Linked DNA regions of Mus musculus: region 1 is linked to region 2. The links are chromatin contacts, called in public Hi-C maps. All regions are on one chromosome and are shown on one strand. The core of a region is the stretch at or near the end of the contact, and the rest is flanking DNA. Distances in the headings are between cores, read along the strand shown. Region 1 holds the start of Taar1 (trace amine-associated receptor 1). Region 2 has its middle 13 kb from the start of Vnn3.

The links. Hi-C and Micro-C count contacts between places; a contact is called where the count stands out from the background.
Region 1: a Hi-C map of liver shows a contact between it and region 2, with 2.9 times the contacts expected there. The contact joins the promoter of Taar1 here to the enhancer-like site in region 2. A contact is called at or near these places in 7 of 39 promoter capture datasets (the 3T3-L1 cell line, embryonic stem cells, liver and 2 more), 2 of 484 Hi-C or Micro-C datasets (both in liver), 1 of 115 datasets of contacts at active chromatin or transcription factors (embryonic stem cells) and 4 of 9 other capture datasets (adipose tissue, embryonic stem cells, liver and 1 more).

Annotation. Positions count from the first base shown.
Region 1 is chr10:23,918,617-23,923,510 of GRCm38.p6, reverse strand. It overlaps Taar1 (trace amine-associated receptor 1), which reads right to left and starts at 3,105. Exons shown (of 1, transcript NM_053205.1): 1 at 2,107-3,105. The coding sequence starts at 3,105. The coding sequence ends at 2,107.
Region 2 is chr10:23,836,331-23,841,356 of GRCm38.p6, reverse strand. No RefSeq gene overlaps it. Among named protein-coding and RNA genes, the nearest start is that of Vnn3, 13 kb to the left of the region's middle. Within about 2 kb of position 1,761, at least 22 of the 459 cell types and tissues checked have an H3K27ac peak or open chromatin away from gene starts, as enhancers often do. A contact at or near this core is called in liver, where this site is marked.

The DNA of each region.
Region 1 (4,894 bases), core at 1,856-4,355, 81 kb before region 2:
CCTCAATGGCTAGACATAATGTATATACAAACCTTAATGACTAAATACTTAAATCTCAGCACTTGGGCAGCAGGGGCAGGCAAATCTCTCTGAGTCTGAGACCATCCTAGTCTTCACAGAGACTTCTGGGCTAGTCAAGCTATATACTAAGACCCTGTCTCAAAAAAATAATAGCAATTATTTAAAAAAAGTTAAAACAATGTAAAGTTTAATATGCCTATATATTATAAAACAAGAAACAAAACAAGTGAAAATATAATATAAACTTTATTGTTTATACATAACCTTGTTTATATAACATATATAATAGTGGCAATAATGGTTACATTAAAAACTAGTCTTTTTCCTTTTCACTCAGCTACTCCCCTTAGACTGTACATAATCAACCTCTGATCACACAGCTACACAACTGCTCATAAACCCAGACAGTTATTTCTGGATCTTGGGCTCTTCATTTCTAGAGCCTTTTTTCTCATGTGAATCAGTACCACAGTTTTTAAAAGATTTATACAACATCTGGAAATAATCTGTAAGGAAGATCTTGAAATAAATAAAGCCACAGAAACTCACTGTAAAGTATAGATGATTCTCCAAAAATGCATGTTCCCTTTTTGAAATTTTGAGTCGGGCAGTGGTGAACAAATTGGTCACATGGGTGAAGGAATTCAAAATAGTTTCTTAGACTTGTATTACAATGTAATATTGTCAAAGGCCAACTATTCTGTTTTTAAAAATGTGCTAGAGCAAACTCTAGCCCAATCAGTAAGACAACCCAATCCTGAAATGGATTGCAACAGAAGGCAGGATTTTGCAGTTGTTACTAGTTTGTTTGTTTTGAGACAGTTTTATGGTGTAACCCTGCCTGACCTGGAACTTGCTGTTTGCCTAACTGGCCTTCAATGACAATTTCTCTGCCCCTGCCCCTGCCCCTGTCCCTGCCCCCACCCCCCGCCCCCGCCCCCGCCCCTGCACCTGCCCCTGCCTCTGCCATCAGTACTGAGATTGCAGATCTGAGCCACTGTATCTGGGGATGGAAGAATTTACTACCTCCTTAGAAGATCTTCAGGTTTATGAACAGACAATGGAATGTACATTTTAATTGGCTATCTTAATTTTAGTTGGCTATCTTTCTTTGTCATGAATTTGGTCATGAAAATGTCATTGTCATTAAATAAATCCAAATTTCTAGTGATAGTTAACTTGAAACTAATTCTGTAAGATCTATTTGAGAAATACCTTAATTTCAAATTAATGAATATAATTTATATTTCCCTACATCCTTTTAGGTTATATTTTTGGAAACCACTATTTCTGCCCCTGTTTTCATGGATAGATAGATAGATAGATAGATAGAGAGAGAGAGAGATATAGAGAGATAGATATATGAAAACCTATGGTTGGCTTACCATTTTCATAAATTTAATCACAAACTTTTTAAAAACATTAAAATATATTGGTTCCATGGATTGCATTACAAAAATAACATATATGTGTATATACATATATATGAACATATAGGTATTCATATACATACATATATACACACTCATATATGACAAATTCCTTCTGATTTGCACTCTAAATTCAGCCTTGTGATTTCAATTTCTGAATGAACAATTACCATCAGCTCACAAAAGATCATCTAAGGGCAGAAAAAAGTTTTTTACATGTAAGTCTTAATACTAGATTTACCACAGTTAAACCTACATAACAATAATGTCCGAGATCATATCTGTTCTATGTCAAGTAACAGATTATATACAAACACCAAAGTATAACTTACATATATATTTTAACTCAAATAACTGATGTTAAAAAACCATGAAATCTGTGCCTATAGTTGGCTCACTATGTTCATAAATATAATCACCAACTTTTTTTTTATTTAGTTTATGTTTATGAGTACACTGTAGCTATCTTCAGACACAGCAGAAGAGGGCATTAGATCCCATGACAGATGGTTGTGAGCCACCATGGGGTTGCTGGGAATTGAACTCAGGACCTCTAGAAGAACAGTCAGTGCTCTTAGTCACTGAGCCATCTCTTCAGCCCCCAATCACCAACTGCTTTTAAAAACTGTAAAATACATGGGTTTCATGAATTGCGTTACAAAAATAGCTTAGACCTAGATGAATCTTTTTGGAAAATTTTACCAAGGAGAACCATCTTCAAGGCTCTTCTGAACCAGGGATAGAAAAAGGCATAAACCATCGGATTGAGGGCAGAATTCAAGTACCCAAACCAATACAGTGCGTCATTCAGAGAGGGTGGGATAACATAGCCCAGGAAAGGGTCCAGGACCGTGCAGAGAAAGAACGGGCACCAGCATACGAGGAAAACGCCCACCATGATCCCTAAGGTCTTCGCGGCTTTTGTTTCCTTGCTTTGTGGTGCTTGGCTTTTCCCTTCCAATCCAACTTGAACATTCGTACGATTGATTGACCTTGCTTGTCCTTTAGCTATGAAATATATCCTATAGTAAACAAATAACATAACAGATCCAGGTATATAGAAGGAAGTCATGAACGCCAGTACCCCAGATACTTTACTAAAGAAGGGAGAACAGCCGCCCAGGTCGCTGACCTGACTGCGATACAGCTCTTCCACTCCTTTTAAGTTCAGTTCCAGGAAGATCATCCCAAATGCATAAACAGCAGGAAGGCTCCAACTAACGAGGATCATCACAAGAATAGTGGAGATATTGATCTTGGCTTTGTATCTCAAAGGGTCACACACAGCACAGTAGCGGTCAATGGAAATGAAAGCTAAGTGGAAAATGGAGGCGGAGCTCAGCATGATATCGGTGCTGGTGTGAACTTTACAGAGGATTTCCCCAAAATACCAACAGCGCTCAACAGTTCTCACCATGCTGCAGGGCATTATCAGACAGCCCAGCAGAAAGTCGACAATGGCCATGGAGTGAAGGAGCCAGTTGGTGGGTGTATGAAGTTGCTTGAAATGGGATATGGAAATTATTACTATTAAGTTGCCAACCAGAGTGGCCAGGATTATGAGTGACATTAAGCTGTACAGGGAAGCTTGGACTTCTCTTGACCAGTCGCTGTTTCTGTGGGAAATGTTTGTGATAGCGTGGCAAAGATGCATCACTGCAGAGAACTAGACACAGGCTGGGCTTTCCCTCTGGCTGTTGAGCAATGCTTCTCCAGAACTCATAGTCAGGTTAGAATTCCACCTTCTTCTATTTTTATGGACACGTACCTGTCCCTGAAATCTGAGAGGAGAGAAAAGGAGAAGAAAAATGAGGAACCAGTCAGCAACTAACTCAGTCTTTTATACCATATTTCCACATTCTTGGTGAAGAGTATCTGCTTTGGAAATTTGACTTACAAGGTCCGTGTAATGCTTCAGTTTAAACCATGTTTAATACCTAGTTGGAGCTGGACATTCTGCTAAAATATAAAGCTCAGCATAAAATAAAGTCAGCACATAAAATCTCCATGTTCATAAGCCAAAGAGAGTCAAGTGATGACAATTCTGTATTTCCATCAAGGGAATAGACTTTGTCTGAAGGAAGACAGAATCTACATGTCAGAGTTACCTGAGCAGAAGGTAGATTTAAAAAAGCCTTTAAGTGTTTCCTGGGAGACATTTTTCCATCAATACTCTATCAACGTCATTCTTAGCCAACTTACTATTGTATTACCAAACTCAGTGGTCAGTCTTCCAACTACGTTTTGTCTGGGATCTCGTCATTTTTTTCAGATAGATCCTTCCTCTGGCTCCTGAGTCAGCACCCCTTACAAGTCTGGCACCTGACAAGCTGATGCCTTCGGTCCCAGCTGCTCATCTGTCCTCCCCCTCCCACAAGCCCCAGTTCCCTTCTGCACCTTCTCTTCAGACAGCTTCTCATGAGCGTGTGTAATCTGCAAGCCAACAAGTATAAAACAAGCATCTGCCTTCATCTTCCCTCAAAACACCAGAGTAGCTTCCTGCTTGCTGGAAGATATCACTCTTAATGTCTAGGTCAGGCTGTCTCTTCTTCATCATTTGCCCAAATCTTACTCTTTCTCTGACCTGAATGTCTTGGAAGTATGAGCTCCAGTTTGAGAGTACTTGATCCGGATCCTAGATGAAAGGATAAAAATGCTTTTCATGCTAGACTGATTATTGGAATTTGATTCCAGAAGCCAGGAAGTAAAAGGAGAGAATACTCCCAAGGTTATTTTAACTGGATGTATTTTCCATCACACACACACATACACACACACACACATACTACACACATATACACATGCACATACACACACACACACATACTACACACATATACACATGCACATACACACACACACATACACATGCACACACACACATATGCACACACATATGCACACACATACACATGCACACACACATATGCACACACATACACATGCCCACATACATACACACATGCACACATATGTATGCACACATACACACACATACACATGCACATACACACACATATGCACACACATACACACACACACATACACATATACACACACATACACATATACACACACATACACAAACACACACACAGAAAGAGAGAGAGAGACTGAGACAGAGCATGTATGCCCGCACTAACAACAACAATAATAATATTATAATAGCATTCCTCAATCCAAAATCTTGATGAAATTCTTTTTTTCTCATGCTAAAAATATCTACCTAATAAAAAATTATCTTGGCTCTTCATGGAAAATATATCTAAGACTAGACCACTTTTTATTTCTACTGATAGCCATTCTGATCCAAGCCACTTGTCAGATGCTAATGACATTTTCCCAGCTGGTTTCCATGGTATTTTCTAGTATCCTTACAAGGATACCAACCAAGGAAACAGCATTATTATGGAAGAACCCATATGTTAATTATATTTTCCCAA
Region 2 (5,026 bases), core at 512-3,011:
GTGTATGCTTTTACAAGTGTCTCTTTGTATGAATGTGTATGAGTATGTTTAAGAGAGTCAATGTGAGTGTGTGTGTATGTGTGTGTAAGAGTGTAAGATGACTGCCTCTGTGTGTGAGTGTAAGATGACTGTCTCTGTGTGTGAGTGTATGTGTGAGTATAAGATGACTGTCTATCTGTATGTATGTGAGTGTAAGATGACTGTCTCTGTATGTGAGTGTGTGTGTGTGTGTGTGTGAGATGATTGCCTCTCTGTGTGTGAATGTATATTTAAGTGTAAGATGACTGTCTCTGTGAATGTGTGTGTGTGAGTGTAAAACAACTATCCCTCTGTGTAAGTGTGTGCATGTATAATATGAATGCCTCTATGTGAGAGTATGCATGTGTGAGGGCAAGGGAAATTTTAAAGGAGGAAGAGAATTTTTGTTGGCCCTCTGCAAGCCTTCCTTTCTCATTCACTGTGAGATCTCTCTTCATTTCCATTATTCCTTTTGCTTTTACTTTTGTAAAGTGAGCTTCACTGTGACATGTCACACACACTTGCATGTGTGTGATAGTTTACACATAGTGAGCTTTGTTGTGACAGGTCACACACACTTGCATGTGTGTGATCATCTGATCGCTCCTCCAACTCCTACTCTCCCTCCCACTTTCACTTCCCCTTCATTTTCTCATCTACCCACTTTCCTCTCATATTTACTGTCACGTCTTTGGCTTTAATCACTTCTGGGTGACTTTTCTATGTGTGCAGGTACGTGGCACAGTGCTTATGTGAAAGTCAGTGGACATCTTTGTGGAATCTGTTCTGTCCTTCCACCATATGGGTCCAGGGGATCAAACTCGGGGTGTCAAGTCTGGTACAGGCTCTTTAGCCCATTGAGCGTCTCACCAGCCTCTTTTTTTTATATGACCCAGTGAATTTCATTGTTTTTTGTTGTTTTGTTTTGTTTTGTTTTGTTTTACAGGAACTTGTGCACATTACCAGTAGCTACACCATTGAGAAAATAAATGTCTTTTCCTCCTCCACCCGCCATTAACGGCTTATGGATCCTGGAGATGAAGGGATCCCATGAGTCTCATTTCTCCCACGACAGGCTGGAGGGGTCCGATCTCCTGCCTGGTAATCTCATCCACTGTTTACACATTTAATCCCAGCACAAGAGAGGCAGAGGCAGCTTGATCTGCCTGTGAGGCTGAGGCCAGCTTGATCTACAGAGTGAGTTTCAGAACAAGCCAGGGCTACCTAGAAAGATGTTGTCTCAAAACAAACAAACAAATGAAAGAGTGCACAGTCTTTTGTATCCTCTTCACCTTCTCTGAGCTGTGGACAGTGTAATGGAGATGCCCCCCACTTCGATGGAAACTTCACCAACCACTTACTCTCAGCATTTTGATCACTTACGAGTCCCCGCTATTACTGATGCCCACTGTAGAAAGGTGCTTCTCTAGCCAAAGCTGACAGTGGCTGTTGTGTCCGGCCAGCGGCTCACATGTCTGGGTTCTGTTCTGGAAAGGCATCTTGGAATCTGGAAGAGAAGAGGGAGCTAGGCAGACAAGAGAAAGATGAAGCTAAGACAAAATTCTGATCAAAGCTCAATTTTACTAGTTCGTGCACCGAGTTATGAAGGAGGGGAAGGGGCCCGATTCCCGCCAAATCATCTTGGAGTAAGGTTACAGGTGAACAGGTGATACAGCTAGGTGGCAGGCAGCGGCAGTGGGAGTAGTAGGACGATAAGGCCGCAAGCTCCGCCCGATGCTCTCTAACACTGAAACCTGAGCAAACAAGTTTCAGGCTGGGGAGGGGAGGTTACAAGTGGCACCACTGGGTGGGGATAAAGAGTTATTTAGAGGCAATTTGATCAGCTCTTCATTTTCACTTGGCAAAGCAACAGCTGTAGGGTTCTCATTAGTGCCTATTACAACTCTAGTAATGGGCTTTTGATATGATTTACAGTACCAGACAGGAATTCTCCCCCTGTGCCATAGGCCTCAATTCCGTGAGAAAGCATTGATAGACCCCATAAGAAAGAGCCTTGCCCCTATTACACCAGCACATTTGTATTATTCTTACAGGGTCCACACTATAGCCCAGGCTGGCCTTGAACTCATGATTCACTTGCCTCCCAAATGTGTATGTTATTGGTATACTACTGGCATGGTCAAGGAAGTTAAGTCCAGAAGTTTTTGGAAGCCAAAAAGGTAGGAAAGGTTACGTAAACTAAGTTAGAAGCAAAGTTCACTGGTGCTGCATGTCAGAGGCTAGGCTTGGCTTCAGCTCAGAGTACAGACTACAGCATAGAACAGTGCAAGGCAAGGGTGCTGTACGGGGCTTTTCATTTGGACTGCTGAAGTCTTAAAGTGTGTTAAAGATAAATGCTGGGGCTGGTGAGATGGCTCAGTGGGTAAGAGCACTGACTGCTCTTCCGAAGGTCCAGAGTTCAATTCCCAGCAACCACATGGTGGCTCACAACCATCTGTAACGAGATCTGATGCCCTCTTCTGGAGTGTCTGAAGACAGCTATAATGTACTTCCATATAATAAATAAAATAAATCTTAAAAAAAAAAAAAGATAAATGCTGTTAGCAGAACTTGCTCTCATTTATGAGGGGTGCAAGCACAGATGACTGCAGAGTCAGAGAAAATTCCCCTGGGCCTGGACTTAACTCAGACACATGTGAGATCTCTCCAGCCCTCTTATAACTTCCCCATTCCAATTCTGACTGGGTGCTATGGGTCTAGGTCATTCAGAGATTCACCAGTCTGGCCACGAGGATATTTAACAAAGAAGAGACTTTTATTCAGGTGCTGGCATCTGTACCTGGTGCCAGAACTGTGTTCCAAGACCTGAGATATTCAAGATGTAGCATTTAGCCATATTATCCCAGGGCGTATAAAGAGAAAAACCATAGAATTATGTGACTTGAAAAAAGTCATCTTATATCTTGGGTATCCTAGGTTTTGGGCTAATATCCACTTATCAGTGAGTACATATTGTGTGAGTTCCTTTGTGAATGTGTTACCTCACTCAGGATGATGCCCTCCAGGTCCATCCATTTGGCTAGGAATTTCATAAATTCATTCTTTTTAATAGCTGAGTAGTACTCCATTATGTAAATGTACCACATTTCCTGTATCCATTCCTCTGTTGAGGGGCATCTGGGTTCTTTCCAGCTTCAGTAGTGTTGAAACTCTACTAACCACAGCTATATAGACTCACTGTTTTATAGGATCTGTGCCTAAAATTAAGCCTTAGTCTTTGGATGGAACAATTCAGTGCTACAGATGCCCTAAGTTAGATTGTTTTTTATATGAACTTAGGATAGCTGTAATTCTTTCTGGCACATTTTAACCACTTTCACTGCTAAGATGAGCATAAGGTCAATATGGTAGCAATTACCTGTAACCCCAGCGTTCAGATACTCAGAGTAGGGAGTTTGCCAGTTTGAGCCTAGCTTAAGCGAGTGCAGTGAGATCCTGTCTTGGGAAGGAGATGGGGCTTGAGGGGGCAGAGAGAAAGGCACAAATGGGATCTTAGCCTTGATCTTAGCCAAATCTGTAAGGAAAGGCCTTAATTCAGAGGCCGAGAGACCTTTCAAAAGTTACATAACTAGTTTCTAGATGCCACCTGCTAACGATTTGTTGAGTAAGATTGTTCAACATCTGTGGCCACATTAGTGACACTCTGTCCTCTCATCCTACAACCAGTGAGCAAGAGAGACGACACACAGTACACAGCAACGTTCTGGTTTTTCTGTCCCCATAAACTTCTAAGGTGACTAGTAAATGCTTGCAGGGGCAGTGTTTGTCATTCGCTGGAACTGGGGACATTCTTAAGTCATTGTAAGCAGAACTGAAATAAAATATATCACATAAAATATTATAATCTGCCACTTCAGAAACTATATGCTACCAAAAGGGCTGGGGTCTGTAGGCCGCTGGAGAAAGAACTAAATTAATAAGTGAACAAGTAAATAGGTAAGTACAACTATAAAGAATTAGTTACAGTTTGGTTCTCAGGGAAAGTGAAACCTGACCCTATGCACCAGGCCTAAGAGAAGCACATCGCCTCAGGCTGCCTTGTCCCTTTCCATAAATGCCCAAACCCTTCTGTTTCCATGATCTGGGTTCATAGTTTATCCAGGGGAGAGCCCTATTAAGATGACAATTTTTTGTTCTCTAGGTAACTGATCTATTTTCAAAAGAAGGTCATTTTATCGATTGTGTTAGTTTCCTAAAACCTTGATGATGCTCTCCCTCCCCCTCCCCCTCCCCCTCTCCCTCTCCCACTACCTCTCCCAGTCTCTGTGGGGGGAGGGGGGTTCATGTTGGGTGTGTTTGTATCTCTCTGTCTCTCTTCATCTCTTTGTGTGTGTGTCTGTCTGTCTCTCTGTAACTCTGTCTCTGTCTCTCTTTCTGTGTCTCTCTATCTCTATCATCTTCTCTTTCTGAAAATGAACTGGTGTAGGCAAGGCAAGATCTCAAAGCCAACCATGTAGAAGTGCTTTTTCTTCTCTCCCGACTCCCAGGCAAGGACAAGCAGCCAGCGCTGGGAGACTGATCCAACTGGGTCCCTGTCCAGATCTATGTGGACTTTGAGTTAAGACTTAAGTCTTACTCAGCTAACTGTTCTCTAACTGTTCCCTACGTAAGATTAGATGTTAAAAAACCAGTGGGTCGCTTTGTGGACTATTTTCTACTCTTCTCAGTTCCCTCCCCAGCAATCTCCACCCAGTTTTTTCAATGCTACTGTGATAAGATAGTGAAATGGCCTTTGGCCGTTTTATTTTCCCTCAAGAGCTGATGTGATGAGGATGAGCCTGCTCAGCTGGAATGTAGAATAACTCCATTATTAAGGCTCTGCCAGGACAGGATGACTGACTACCACACAGAGGCACTGGATGTTTTTGTATTTCTCAGCACAATCTGAGTTCTTGATGTGGGAATATTAGGAAAATAAAGTTTCCATCTCAGTTCCAAAAAGAAAAAAAAAAAAAAAGAAATGGCCTTTGGCTATGAACCTTTAATT